Linked DNA regions of Mus musculus: region 2 is linked to region 1. A link is a contact called in public HiChIP or PLAC-seq data. All regions are on one chromosome and are shown on one strand. The core of a region is the stretch at or near the end of the contact, and the rest is flanking DNA. Distances in the headings are between cores, read along the strand shown. Region 1 has its middle 100 kb from the start of Prlr. Region 2 has its middle 110 kb from the start of Spef2.

What was found. HiChIP or PLAC-seq counts read pairs in DNA pulled down with a chosen protein or histone mark.
Region 2: a contact with region 1 is called in an H3K27ac HiChIP or PLAC-seq map of large pre-B cells, with 2.2 times the contacts expected there. The contact joins two enhancer-like sites. A contact is called at or near these places in 5 of 484 Hi-C or Micro-C datasets (B cells, Th1 cells, cortical neurons and 2 more) and 2 of 115 datasets of contacts at active chromatin or transcription factors (CD8 T cells and large pre-B cells).

What each region holds. Positions count from the first base shown.
Region 1 is chr15:10,071,818-10,077,793 of GRCm38.p6, reverse strand. No RefSeq gene overlaps it. Among named protein-coding and RNA genes, the nearest start is that of Prlr, 100 kb to the left of the region's middle. Within about 2 kb of position 2,648, at least 55 of the 459 cell types and tissues checked have an H3K27ac peak or open chromatin away from gene starts, as enhancers often do.
Region 2 is chr15:9,857,931-9,864,172 of GRCm38.p6, reverse strand. No RefSeq gene overlaps it. Among named protein-coding and RNA genes, the nearest start is that of Spef2, 110 kb to the right of the region's middle. Within about 2 kb of position 2,197, at least 10 of the 459 cell types and tissues checked have an H3K27ac peak or open chromatin away from gene starts, as enhancers often do.

The DNA of each region.
Region 1 (5,976 bases), core at 1,399-3,898:
GAGTGGTTGGATCGATTACATAGGTCTTAGAGTTTTTTCTAAAGGCATATGCAACATATGTAATGTTTTCACAGTAAGGAATTACATGATGTCAAAAATGTGGTCTTGCTTCAAGTGAATAGAACCATTCCCATTCACTTCCATGCTGGGTAATTGGGTGGACATCAGTTCCAAGCATAGACGAAACACACACAGGCATGGGAGATCATCCTAAGGTGGTTTATCTCATACTTCTCACCTCTCACTAGAGCAGCAGTTCTTCATCTGGTTCAACAACCCTTTCACAGGAGTCATCTAAGACCACCAGAAGACACAGGTACTTACATTATCATTCCTAACAACAGCAAGATTACAGTTATGAAGTAGCCACAAAATAATTTTAAGGTTGGGGGTCACCACAATGTGAGGAACTGCATGAAAGGGTCATAGCAATAGGAACGCTGAGAAGCACTGCATTGGAGTATGGACACTCATTTCTCATTGCCTGTGTTGCCTGGCACGAGTCTGGAAAGAGACTCAGAGATCCATACTCACCTTCAATGACCTTTGCCCTGCATGACAGAGTCCAGATTAAACAGTATAGCTGTATAAGATATCAGATTAGTTTTGAGGTCCACTCTGGGTTTCATGGTCCCCTCCTTTTTCTCATGTTTAGACTTTATACAAATGGGATATATGTTCTGTGTATATTGTTGGGAAGTTGTGTGAGATCTTACTATTTCCTCTAGCTTCATGAGAATACTACTCCAGTACGGGGGGGAGGGGGGGGGCAAAAGGAGTTCTTAGCTTTTCCCAGAAACATTTAATACTCCAAATATAGTGTCCGTGCGAGTATGAGGGAGAAAAACGAGCCTGTTGTAGTTCACCAAATGATGGACTGAGGCAAGCAGACAAACAAAAGCAAACAACAAACAACAACAACAAAAAATTTTGTCTGCCTCTGAAATGTGAAATCCTAGGAGAAAATTCTGCTAAGTTATTGGATTGATTTTGGAGGTAGGGCAGCTTATCCAGCTATCACAAATTTGTCCTGAAAATCGTCGTTTTGCTTTCTTATTCACTATAGAATTGGCTATGGGTTGAAACTTCTAAAGATACAGTTGTGTACAGGGCATGCTTTGGGGTATTGCAGTGGTCCAGGGGAAAAGGATGGGGAATAGGTGACAGGAGGAACTGGGACTCTTCTTCCATGTTCTCTGTTTTCTGAGCTATATTTTAAAATCCCAGGGACAGTGTTGATGTATGGATTAACATTCAGACTCAACCACTGAGTTCCAGTGTGGAGACATTTTCTTTTCTTTTCTTTTTTTTTTTTTTTCTTTTTAGAACACTGACATCTCAGAAATATCTGGGAGCAGGAGAGTCACAGATTGGAAAAATCCCACCCATTCCTATGAAGAGGAAAACCCAGAGAATGAAAGGAAAAGAGAGAGTATTTAGGTTGTTTGGGTTTTATTTAAAATCTACGCCTTGGAGATTTTCTGTGTATCTCCCAGCTGCTATGTATGCTGCACAATACACATTTGCAGTTTTGTCTTACTCCCAACTGTAGAGCTAACAGTGGACAATAGGTGTTATCACAGAGCAGTGCTGTCTCCCCTGACAGCTGCCTCATCAAAGTTCTCAGCAGGGTGCTGGGAGATTGGAACATCTTTCCTTTTGGTGAATGTGGCTCAAAAGAAGGGAAGCTTTACCTGCCTGGAATACCCTGCTTATTAAAGCTTTCTTTAGTGACAGGATGCTACCACCGAAGGACTTTTTAAATTGTTTTCTCCAAGCAGCTTGCAATGCGTAACTAGGCTTCAGCTAACAGGCTTTAGGTTAATTTAAGACAGATGGCTCTGTTGTGGCTGAGAGAGACGATGCTGTTCTGCTCATATCTTATTTCAGTGCAGATCTGTCCTCTGCCGTGTTGATGTAGTCACTGAGGTGACCCCAGCAGGCCTGTATGTCCTTGTTTGGAAACATGCCAACCATCTGTCTAGGGTGGATAATCTTCACGTCACAGGCCTGAGTTCGCACCTTCGCAGTTCATGCAATGCTGATATGGATTTGAAACCTGGAATTTTATTATGAATTAATCAATAGCAGTAGCTTTCATGTATTAAAAACACCCTGCACCCGGTGTAGCAGGTTACATCATATCAGAGCTGAAATGGACCACAGAGCAAAGACTGTTCCACTTTAATATGAATCAATGAAAGATCAGAGAGGGGTGCCACAAACCCAAAGTAACTCAGATTTTAAAATTGAGACAAAACCTCAACTTTCAATTTCGAGTCTTCTACTTGTTTCCCCTTCTTGTTCCCCCAAATGAAGTATATTTACGAATCAATGTCTAACTCTTTGAGGATAAGAAATGGATGTCTGAGGATTTAGTTGGAATAAGAGGTGGGAATAAGCATTTATATATGGGTTGAAAATTCTCTTATGCTAGAGAGAGTATAGTCTGTCCAATAAAAGAAGACAGAAAATGACTTTGTTGAACGACCAAAGGACACTAAAGGACACCTACAAGCCAATCTGTTTTCCAGCTGCTTCTCAGATCCCTCTGTTCCCTCGTCTTTATCATTTTCAGTCGCTCTCCATCCCCAGTGTCACTGCCATGCCTCACTCTGGTCTGCCTACCACCTTTTCGCTTCTCCTCCGTGGTCTTTCCCTCCAGTTCTCACATCCTGTTTTGGGTTTCAGTTTCTTCTCTATTCTGGCGTCAATCATGTTACGATTGAACGAAAATCTAGAAACACCTGAGCATGTTGTCTGAAGCCTGAGAGCATGACAAGGATGTCTCAAGGGCGATTATTTCCCCCCAATTATTTTACCATTAAAAAAAATCCCTCTCTTGTTCTAACAAGTTTAATCTTTATATTATGGTCTTTTAGTAAACTTCCTCAGTTTTTTATTTCCCTTGGAATATTTCCCCTGTGTTTACCTTCTCTTGACAGAAAAGAAAAAGCTGTTTTTCTGAGAAGTCTTTTGCCCCCTGGTTGAGAAAGAGAAAGCTGGTACCTTAAGGTATTATTTTAAAAATTCACATTATAGGTTCACAAAACTATGCTTTATAGAAGTTGTTTTGAAAAATCTATATGTTTTATTGACCACTTCTGCTAGTAGAAAAAAAATCAATTTGAACCATCTTTTGAAATGCTCAGAGATTATATATACTTATTTTTAAAATATATAAAAATAAAAATTTTGGAGAAAAACACAATGATACAATTGCTTGGGAAGATGTAAAAGATACTCAGCATATATTTGATAAAAGAAAATAAAGTGAATAGTATTTATTAATTTAAAAACATCTTTAGATACAAAATACTTGCAGAGAGCATCAAATATTTGTCATAATTGGGAGACTGGTTTGTCATTAGTCCTAGCAACTTATAGGATGACAAAGATCTTAAGTGTTTATGAACATTAAGTGCCATTACTACGTAGGTGAGAGCGTCACCAATGAAAGAAATTTCAAATTGAGGATACATGTTTTAAAGATAGAGGACAAAATGGTAAAAGACCCACTTGAGTACATTTTGTTAAAAGTACATTGTAGCTTATGTTATTTTTGTTTTTTACTAGCTCTGTTTTTACCAATATCTGTCATTGGAAATGGAATAAATGTTCTCTGTATATTGCTTGGGGCTGTTTTCGATAGGACTTTGTGTACACTGACGACCACAGAGGGAGTTTCAGTTGAAGGCCAAAATAGAAATGGCACGGTTTACAAATCTTGTTACATTCATTTTCAAAAGCAATGTAATTGTCTCTTGGAAACTACAAAACAAAACACATTTTTACTATTTATTACTCAAACGTGTTTGCCACCTTTATTCTTAAATGCTACTAATATTTTAGGTTTCTAACTAGTGCACAGAAAAAATATTTAGGGCACAAGATGGAAGAATAAATGCTTGTGTTTGTTATGAGAACACTAAAGCTAATGGGAATAAGGCCCCACCCCCAATGGGCCCAGATGGAAGTTGAAAAATAAAATGATTGTGCAAAATGAAACTCAAGAAGGACTTGAAGGAAATGAGGAATGTGTCACCTGTGTGCCCTTACAAGCTTGGTGCTAAGTCAGCTTGGAAAGGGACATTTTAACAGAGTTGACACTTAGGTACTTCGAAAGTATAAACACATCTTCTTGCTCCTCCATGGTCATAATGATACCTTCGGTGATTTCCATTTGTGATTGATTTTAGGAAGATCAAAACCCTGCATCATAAGGTAGCCACATTTCTAGATTCAAGTCTTCAGTCAAGTGGACCATTCATGGTAGTCCTGGGCCCTGGACACATTTGAAGTTTATGGAACTTATTTTAGCTTTATGAATTGCTTAGTGAGTGTAATAAAATTCATTTCAGGCTCGTCACTAGCATATTCCTTTCTGCCTTAATGAACAAGCCTGTGCACTTTATTAACAAGAAATATTTCAGTCTTTCTTTTGGGAAGGTTCTAGTGGACTGAGGTGAAATTCTAGGTATGCAAACTTGAACCTCATTCCTGGTCCAATTTGTTCCCTGCCTGTCTTTGTGAGTTGGACAATAGGAACTAACTCTAAGTGTCTCATTTTCTCATGTGTAATTGCATAGGTTTGAGTGAAAAATCTAGTAAGATGCTACTTAAAAACCAACTTCACAGTAAGGGCCTACAGCAAGTGCTTCATAAATACCACCTTCGTTGGTTATGATGCACGAGTCATCCATACCTGCTCAGTGGTACCCAGTTTCCTTTATAAAAGAAGTCATGGTGCAATACTGATATCACTAAGGCAGTTGTTTCCTTTCACTTACTGAAGACTCTTTGAGGGCAGAGGCATGGATATTGTCTTACCTCATGACTGATCTCCAGTTGCTCCTAGCAGATACAAGAGCACCTAGCCCACAGAAATTCTAAAAGTTTTCAAGGAACGACTGTTGTCAAATGAGAGTTTGCAGAGGAAAACTTTGATTTGACTTTTAAACATATAATCTGGGCAAGTTGGCATGTGAATTTTTATAAAAACATGTCCTTTCCTAAATAGTGTTCCCTTTGCTACCTACACAAAATAGAGAAGAGAACAGCTTTGATGTGACACTTAGCTGGGTGTGACAGCATCTGGATGGAGGGCCAAGACTGGATGCTTACTTATCATAGGGCTCTGGCTATTTGCACTCCAATCTCTCAGTTCCATAGTAGGTAGAAGAGACTAGTGAGACGTGAAAGTGCTTCATACGGCTTTCTTACTTGGTTGATACCATGACAGGAGACAGTTACAAGGCTGTGTGTGACAAGATTAAGACAATAAACAGACAATAAATAGGGATGAGATGCCAATCCTTAGTGGGAACCTTCCAGCTCACCCCTAACACTCAGCCATGCCATGGCCCCAGTGCAGAGTCTAATGATGTGCAAACTTCAAGTAAATAAAAGACAAGGAAGCACTCTCAAAAGAAAAACCCTAAGTCATCCAACTCAACTGTCTCAGATGACATCTGTGGCATCTTTTCACCAGCAACTAAGAACATCTAGCTTGTTAGATCATTTTCTGACAGTGGCTTTCTGTCAGGTGTTCCAGTAGAAGTGTTTGCATGTGGGTCCTCTAGACAGATACCATCTCTCTAGCCCTTCTTTCTTTTGGGGACCGGTGTGGGAGAACAGGGCTGAATAGGCTACACGCACCTATGTCTGAGCGACTTCAGGAAGACAAACAGATAGTTCATACCTCACTGTTCTTTCCTGCGATAGGTACTCTGGGAAAAATGAGCGCATCAGTGGTTACTATCAAGTTGCTTTCTATTAAAAATACCTCCAGGCCATGCTTTAAATTAAGCATAAGAATATTAAGATGGGAAGTCTTAATTAGAACTAGAGCTCTAATTAGGAGAAGAAATATTAACTTTCCAACTCACATAAATGTTTGAACACTATTATCTTTGACAATGAATTTCCCAGAATTTTTTTGCTGTGACCTACTAATGAAAGTATTGACTACACCTA
Region 2 (6,242 bases), core at 948-3,447, 210 kb after region 1:
ACATGCATGTTAAACAGAAAAATAGGACTGTGGAAATGGTGAAGGCTAATTACTGAAACTGATCAGTGATGGGTCTGGAAGCCTCAGAGTCACATCCTTGGTGGGCCATCTGCATCCTAGTGCATGGTTCCACAGTCAGGAGCATCCAGATAGCACAAATCGTAGTCAATGGGTACATGCAAAGCAAAGCAAAGCAAAGCAAAGCAAAGCAAAGCAAAGCAAAGCAAAGCAAAGCAAAGCAAAGCAAAGCAAAGCAAAGCAAAGCAAAGCAAAGCAAATGAATGAAGATAGAGAGATAGAAATAGGTCTGGAAGGATTTGGGAGAGGAGGTAAATATGACCAAGGTCTTCTGAATGAAGTTCTCAGAGGATTGGTAAAGACATTCTTGCAAAGAATGGAATAATATTCTTTTTCCACAAAAGAGAAGTGTTGAAATTTCAAAGAAAAATTAATGAGTTGTATTATTATTTTTTTATTAAGAAAGTGGTATTTATTTTAGCTATGTATGTTAACTATATATTAAGCTTTTTCATTACAAATATGAAATATCAATCTGTTTGGATGAAAATACAGCTTAAATAATAAACAGCAATAAGATCATTTTCTAAAACAATTGCACAATATTATTTGATAATTGTTGTAAGGTTACCTACTTCATTCAAAAAATAATGAATAATAAGATAAAATATTTTTACTTTGTATAACTAAATATCAGCATATTAAAATAGTAACGTTCCCATTTTGCTATTTTAATTGATTCACCTTATTTTCTTAGCTTCTTTCGCCCTTTTCCTGCTACCATTGTGATTATGAGCAGCCTCAATTGTGCTTGAGATTTTACATTCATTTTATTTATCAAATTATTTGTTTACCTTCTATAAGTTATGATTCAGAAGACATTTAATTACAGAGGCGGTAATGCTTACTATAATATACATGACACAGTATCATCAGAGATCTCCCTGGGGAGAGAAATTCTATGCCCAAGCATGTTTTATGCACATCTCTATTGGCAATCTTTCTCTCTGCTGTTTTGCCCTCTGAGGTAGCACTTGTATTCTACTTCCTCATGTGTGACAGAAATATTAGTGTGAGGAGTAATGGAGTCACTACATATTCACACGTAACATGTTGCTACCAAACGTCAAGCTCAAAACAATATACTTTTATTACCAGACCTTTGACAGCTGCTTGTTCTAAGCCAGAGAATAATAAGGTATGGCAGTCTAAAGAGTAGCTTGAAATGAATGAAGGACTTTGAAGATTTATGTGGTCTGCAGAGTTTTGGTTTTTGGTTTGTTTGTTTGTTTGTTTGTTTGTTTGTTTGTTTTTTTAAGGTCTTTTGTGGAGCGAAGTTCTCTATTCCTCATTAGGTGTTGCCTAGTTATTGTTCCTCTGAGCATCTTCCTAGGGTGCCTTCCAAGATGGAACTAGTGAATTGGAAAAGGGTGTATGGTGTGGTGTGGTGTAGTGTGGTGTGGTGTGTGTGTGTGTGTGTGTGTGTGTGTGTGTCTGATGTGTGTCAGGACAATGAAGCCACAGAGCACTTACTTCATTGAATCTCACAGCTGATGCACCTTTACTCCTGTCCTGTTATTTTGGTCACACAAACCAAGGTTGATACAGAGAAGACAACACTATGGTGAAAATGAGTAGTGAGACTGTTGGAACATGATTCCCATGGACATCACTTGAAAGTTTACCGTATCTTCATATTGTCCCTTGAAAGCAAGAGTTGTCACATGATCTTTTGATTTTTTCCTGACCCCAGCTGACACAGAACTGATGAGAATGGGATCGACCCTTTTAATTTTCTTCCACAGTTATAGAACCTTGGTTTAGAATAATAATAACAAGTGAACTCAGAAACTGTGAAGATAGGAAGAATATTATTTCAGAGAATTTTAGGAATTGCCATTTAAGTGTAAGTTCAGAGAACTGAATCCATTTCTGATGAAGGCCAATGTGGGAATTTACATGTTATGAAGGAACGTGGGCTACGTGACTAGAAGTTAAGTAATTAAAAAGAAAGAATGTATAAACACAACAAGAGACTCCATAAAACAGGATCCTGATAACCTCTTGATATGCATCGTGAGTCTCAGCCATGAGGAAAAGATCAGGTTTAGGTCAGTCAGGTCCAGATGTGTGTTGTCAAGGGTGGAGGTGACTGGCAATGTTTACATTTCATACCACAGCTGGATGGTTGCTTGGTTCCCTTTTCTAACTGCCTTCCAACTCCAAAGGCTCTTTCACTCTTACAGTCATAATTTTTCATTTATTTCCACAAAGACAAAAAAAAAAAAAAGCCCTCTGTGATCCCATGTGTATTAAACCAAAATAAGACACCATACAACACGAATGGGCAATTGAAAGAGTAAATCGGACTGTTTTTCAAAGAATCCAAAGTTGTATGAAATAAGATTTGTTTTTTAGATTACCTTCTTCATAAAAACAAAACAAAACAAAACAAAAAAACATCTATCTTGACAGTATCTGGAAGGTTCTTTTTTTTTTTTTTTTTTTTTTGGTTTTTCGAGACAGGGTTTCTCTGTATAACCCTGGCTGTTCTGGAACTCACTCTGTAGACCAGGCTGACCTTGATCTCAGAAATCCGCCTGCCTCTGCCTCCCAAGTGCTGGGATTAAAGGCGTGCGCCACCACTGCCCGGCACTGGAAGGTTTAAGCAGTCAAATTTCAACAATTATCACTGAGGCTAAAGCTCTATGCCTGGGGCTTTTGAGAAGGGTGCTGGTCTGCAAACTTCAAACTCTTGAGATTCAGGGCTACTGCAAAGCTCTCACTGAATGTTACTCTTGTAATGTTTGGAACTACTTGAAATGACATAAGAGTGAGATTTATGTAAAGTAACACAAAAATTTGCAGTTATTCAAGTAATGGTGGTATTCTGTTTAACTATGGTCATGTCAGATCCTCAGTGTCCTCTGACATTAGTTGCTTCATAGTCCAGTTCGTGCCTTCTACCACTGTGAAGACCTTTTACAGATATACATCCATTTTTTTCTAAAAACACTGAAGGAAATCACAGTAAAGAGCAGACACACAGTACCTTACAACGAAAAATAAACCTATAGCAATTACATAGATCAACACTTCTGCCTAAAGGGTAGTACAAGAGTTGGGTGGGTCATTAATCCTCATTTCTTTTCTGGAGAAACCAAGTTTGGATTCTAAAACATACATGTCAGCATGCAGACATCCATTACTCTGGTTCCATAGTATCTACTTCCATCTTATGCTCTCTGTGGGCAACAGGCTCACACACTATAAACACATATATACAGGTAAAACACTCATTTTCACAAAATTAGAAAAAAACTAAAAATGAGATGAATATATATATATATATATATATATATATATATATATATATATATATTGAGTAGAGTTGCATGCAGTTTGTTAAAAGTAGAAGGTCACTCAAGGAAAGAAGAAGACATTGAAGAACATGGGTTTGCCTTCTCAAATAAGAGTCTTAACTTAAATAATTTATCAGAAGCTCTAGGAAAGAGAAATAGAATAGGTTGGTAGCTATGGGTAAACAAGAGTGGGAATGTGAGACTCAAATGGGAAGGGGGAAGGAATAGGGAGTGTAGGAGGGACTAGAGAGAGGGACAGCTAAGACTAAGGGCCTTTTGAGGGATAATGTGGAAACCTAGTGGAGTAGAAGCTTCATGTGTATGTATGTGTGTGTATATGTGTGCATAATTTCTATGTCTACGTCTATGTAGGAAATCTAAATGAAAGAGAATGAGGGGGAGACAGAGCCCCAACAGGAAATCTCTCATCTTAAAAAAAAAAAAAACATTTCCAGTAGCTGAGAATGGATTATGTCTAATCAAGTTTTTGACCAAAGGAGTCCCATAGCAATCCCTACACAATCCACACTATTGCCAAGGATCTTGGTTGCTCTCCACGAACTGATGGTAAGGCCCCATTACTGAAGATAACACTTACACAACTCACTGAACAGTGGCACTGGTGCCTACTTAGAACTGTACCCCAACTGACTAGTGTTTATGGTACCGAAAGGTAGTCTGCATGTTTTCAAAGAAGAAAGGTAAACACCAAACCAGCTACAAACTCTTCCCATCTATGTTGGTAAATTGCCTGCAAGATGTGTTTTTGCAATAGTGGCACAAATCTTGTGAGAATAACCAATCAATATCTAAGTGGATTTAAATCCTATTCCATGAGACCAAACCCATCCAGGCAAGGCAAGAAACCGAGATGAGATAGCCCAGGTGTTAGGGGAAAATCCAATACTACTTATCTGCTAAAGGACTGTATCCACAAAATGACTCATTATGGCATCCTGCTATGCTTGTAAATCAGTGCCTGGCTCATCCATCCTCAGAGAACTTTCCTCCTGAAGCAGATGAGAACAAAAACATAGATTAATACTCAGATAATATGCAAAGAGTGAGAGACCTTGGAACCATCAGTCCTAAATGTGATGTGTTCTTCAAAACCCTCTCCACTGCATTCAGATAAGTCTGCAGACAAAGCAGCAGAAAGAATATAAGAGCCAGAGGGGATGGAAGACACCAAGGAATTAAGGCTTTCTGAAAACATCAAGATTGGTGGATGGATGAACTCACAGAAACTACATGAGGGTGTCAGTGCCAAGAAGAGAAGTGGATACAAGCCCCATCCCTACCCAAAACCTATCTATAATTGATAAATACTTGCAAACAAAAAACTAGTTTTCTCTAATGGAGTGTCATGGCGATGCAAACCACTCTGATGTTCAGGCTCCGTAGAGAGCAGTGCATTGCCAGCATATAGTGAAACCAATGTTGTCATGGAAGCTCTCTCTCTCTCTCTCTCTCTCTCTCTCTCTCTCTTCTTCTTCTTCTTCTTCTTCTTCTTCTTCTTCTTCTTCTTCTTCTTCTTCTTCTTCTTCTTCTGCTGCTGCTGCTGCTGCTGCTGCTTCTGCTTCTGCTTCTGCTTCTTCTTCTTCTTTCTCTCTCTCCCTCTCTCTTCTCCCTCCCTCCCTCTAGCTTACAGGTTCTTTGCAGTTATATTGTGTTATTTGGTTTTAGGATTTTATGGAATTACCTTGTGTACAGATTTATGTGACCCTACATCTCTTTGTGTTTCTTGTTCCTCTTTTGGCTCTTTTCCTTATCTTTGTTTTTTCATATTCTGACTTGCTTGTTTTTGTTTGATCTTATTTTATTATTTTTTTTTTTTTTGTTAATTAGATGTCTGTTGGTTTCCTAAGGAGAAACAGAAAAATATGGGTCTGAATGGGAAAAGAGGAGTTGGAGTTATGGGAGGGGAAACCATATCAGAATGTATCATATAAGAATGTATTTCAATAAAAGAAAAATGTGAAAAGAAAAGAGTGGGACAGGGCAAACTCCATGAATTTAATAGTAATCTTTGAGATGCAACTTGAGAGTCAAAATGATATGCATGGCTACTGTTCAGCACTTAATACTCTTGTTTGAGAATTCTATTTTAAACAACAAAGAAGTTACTTTACATACCAAATTTATACTAAATAGGGAAGGACAGGTCACCAATATCTTAAATTAATCATAGCAAATAAGACACTGGTGAAACTCATATAAAGGAAAGGCTGTGTCAGTCGTAAGTTTTGGTCACTGAAGAAGCCTATTTACTTATCAGTAAAACGACTTCATAGCATAAAAACACTGTTACTCAGCAATCCAGGAAGCAAATGCTTGGAGCCAGTTCTGCTTTTCCTGGTCCCCATGACCCTGAAGTCATTCCAGATGTCTTTTTTTTTTTTTTTAATAGCAGGTCATTGGCATTCTCAATTTATATGACTCAATAACTGCTCTTTTCTGTTCTTCCATTGCACATGAACTCTAAAACCCTTTTCCATTTAATCCTTAGCCCCTGTTTTCCCTTGACACATTATAAAACCTCATGATAGTATTTTATTCTTTCTGCCTCAGAGCATCTTGATTTTAAAATACGCTGAGTTTAATCCTTTATGTTATCGATCAGCAAGGAAAACATCCTCCAAAGAAGTTAAATAGATTTTCCAGGGACCAAAATATTACCTCTTTTATGTGTCTTCCAATTTTAAAACGATGCAATAATACTCCAATCTCTTTTCATATTATCCCAACCCTTTATTCTCTCTGTTTGTATGTTTTCTAAAGTTGTGTCAAATATCTGAAGAAAAGTTTACTTTGATTCTCACCTTCGGTTTTATTCTGTGCATTTGGTCCAGTTCCTTTTGG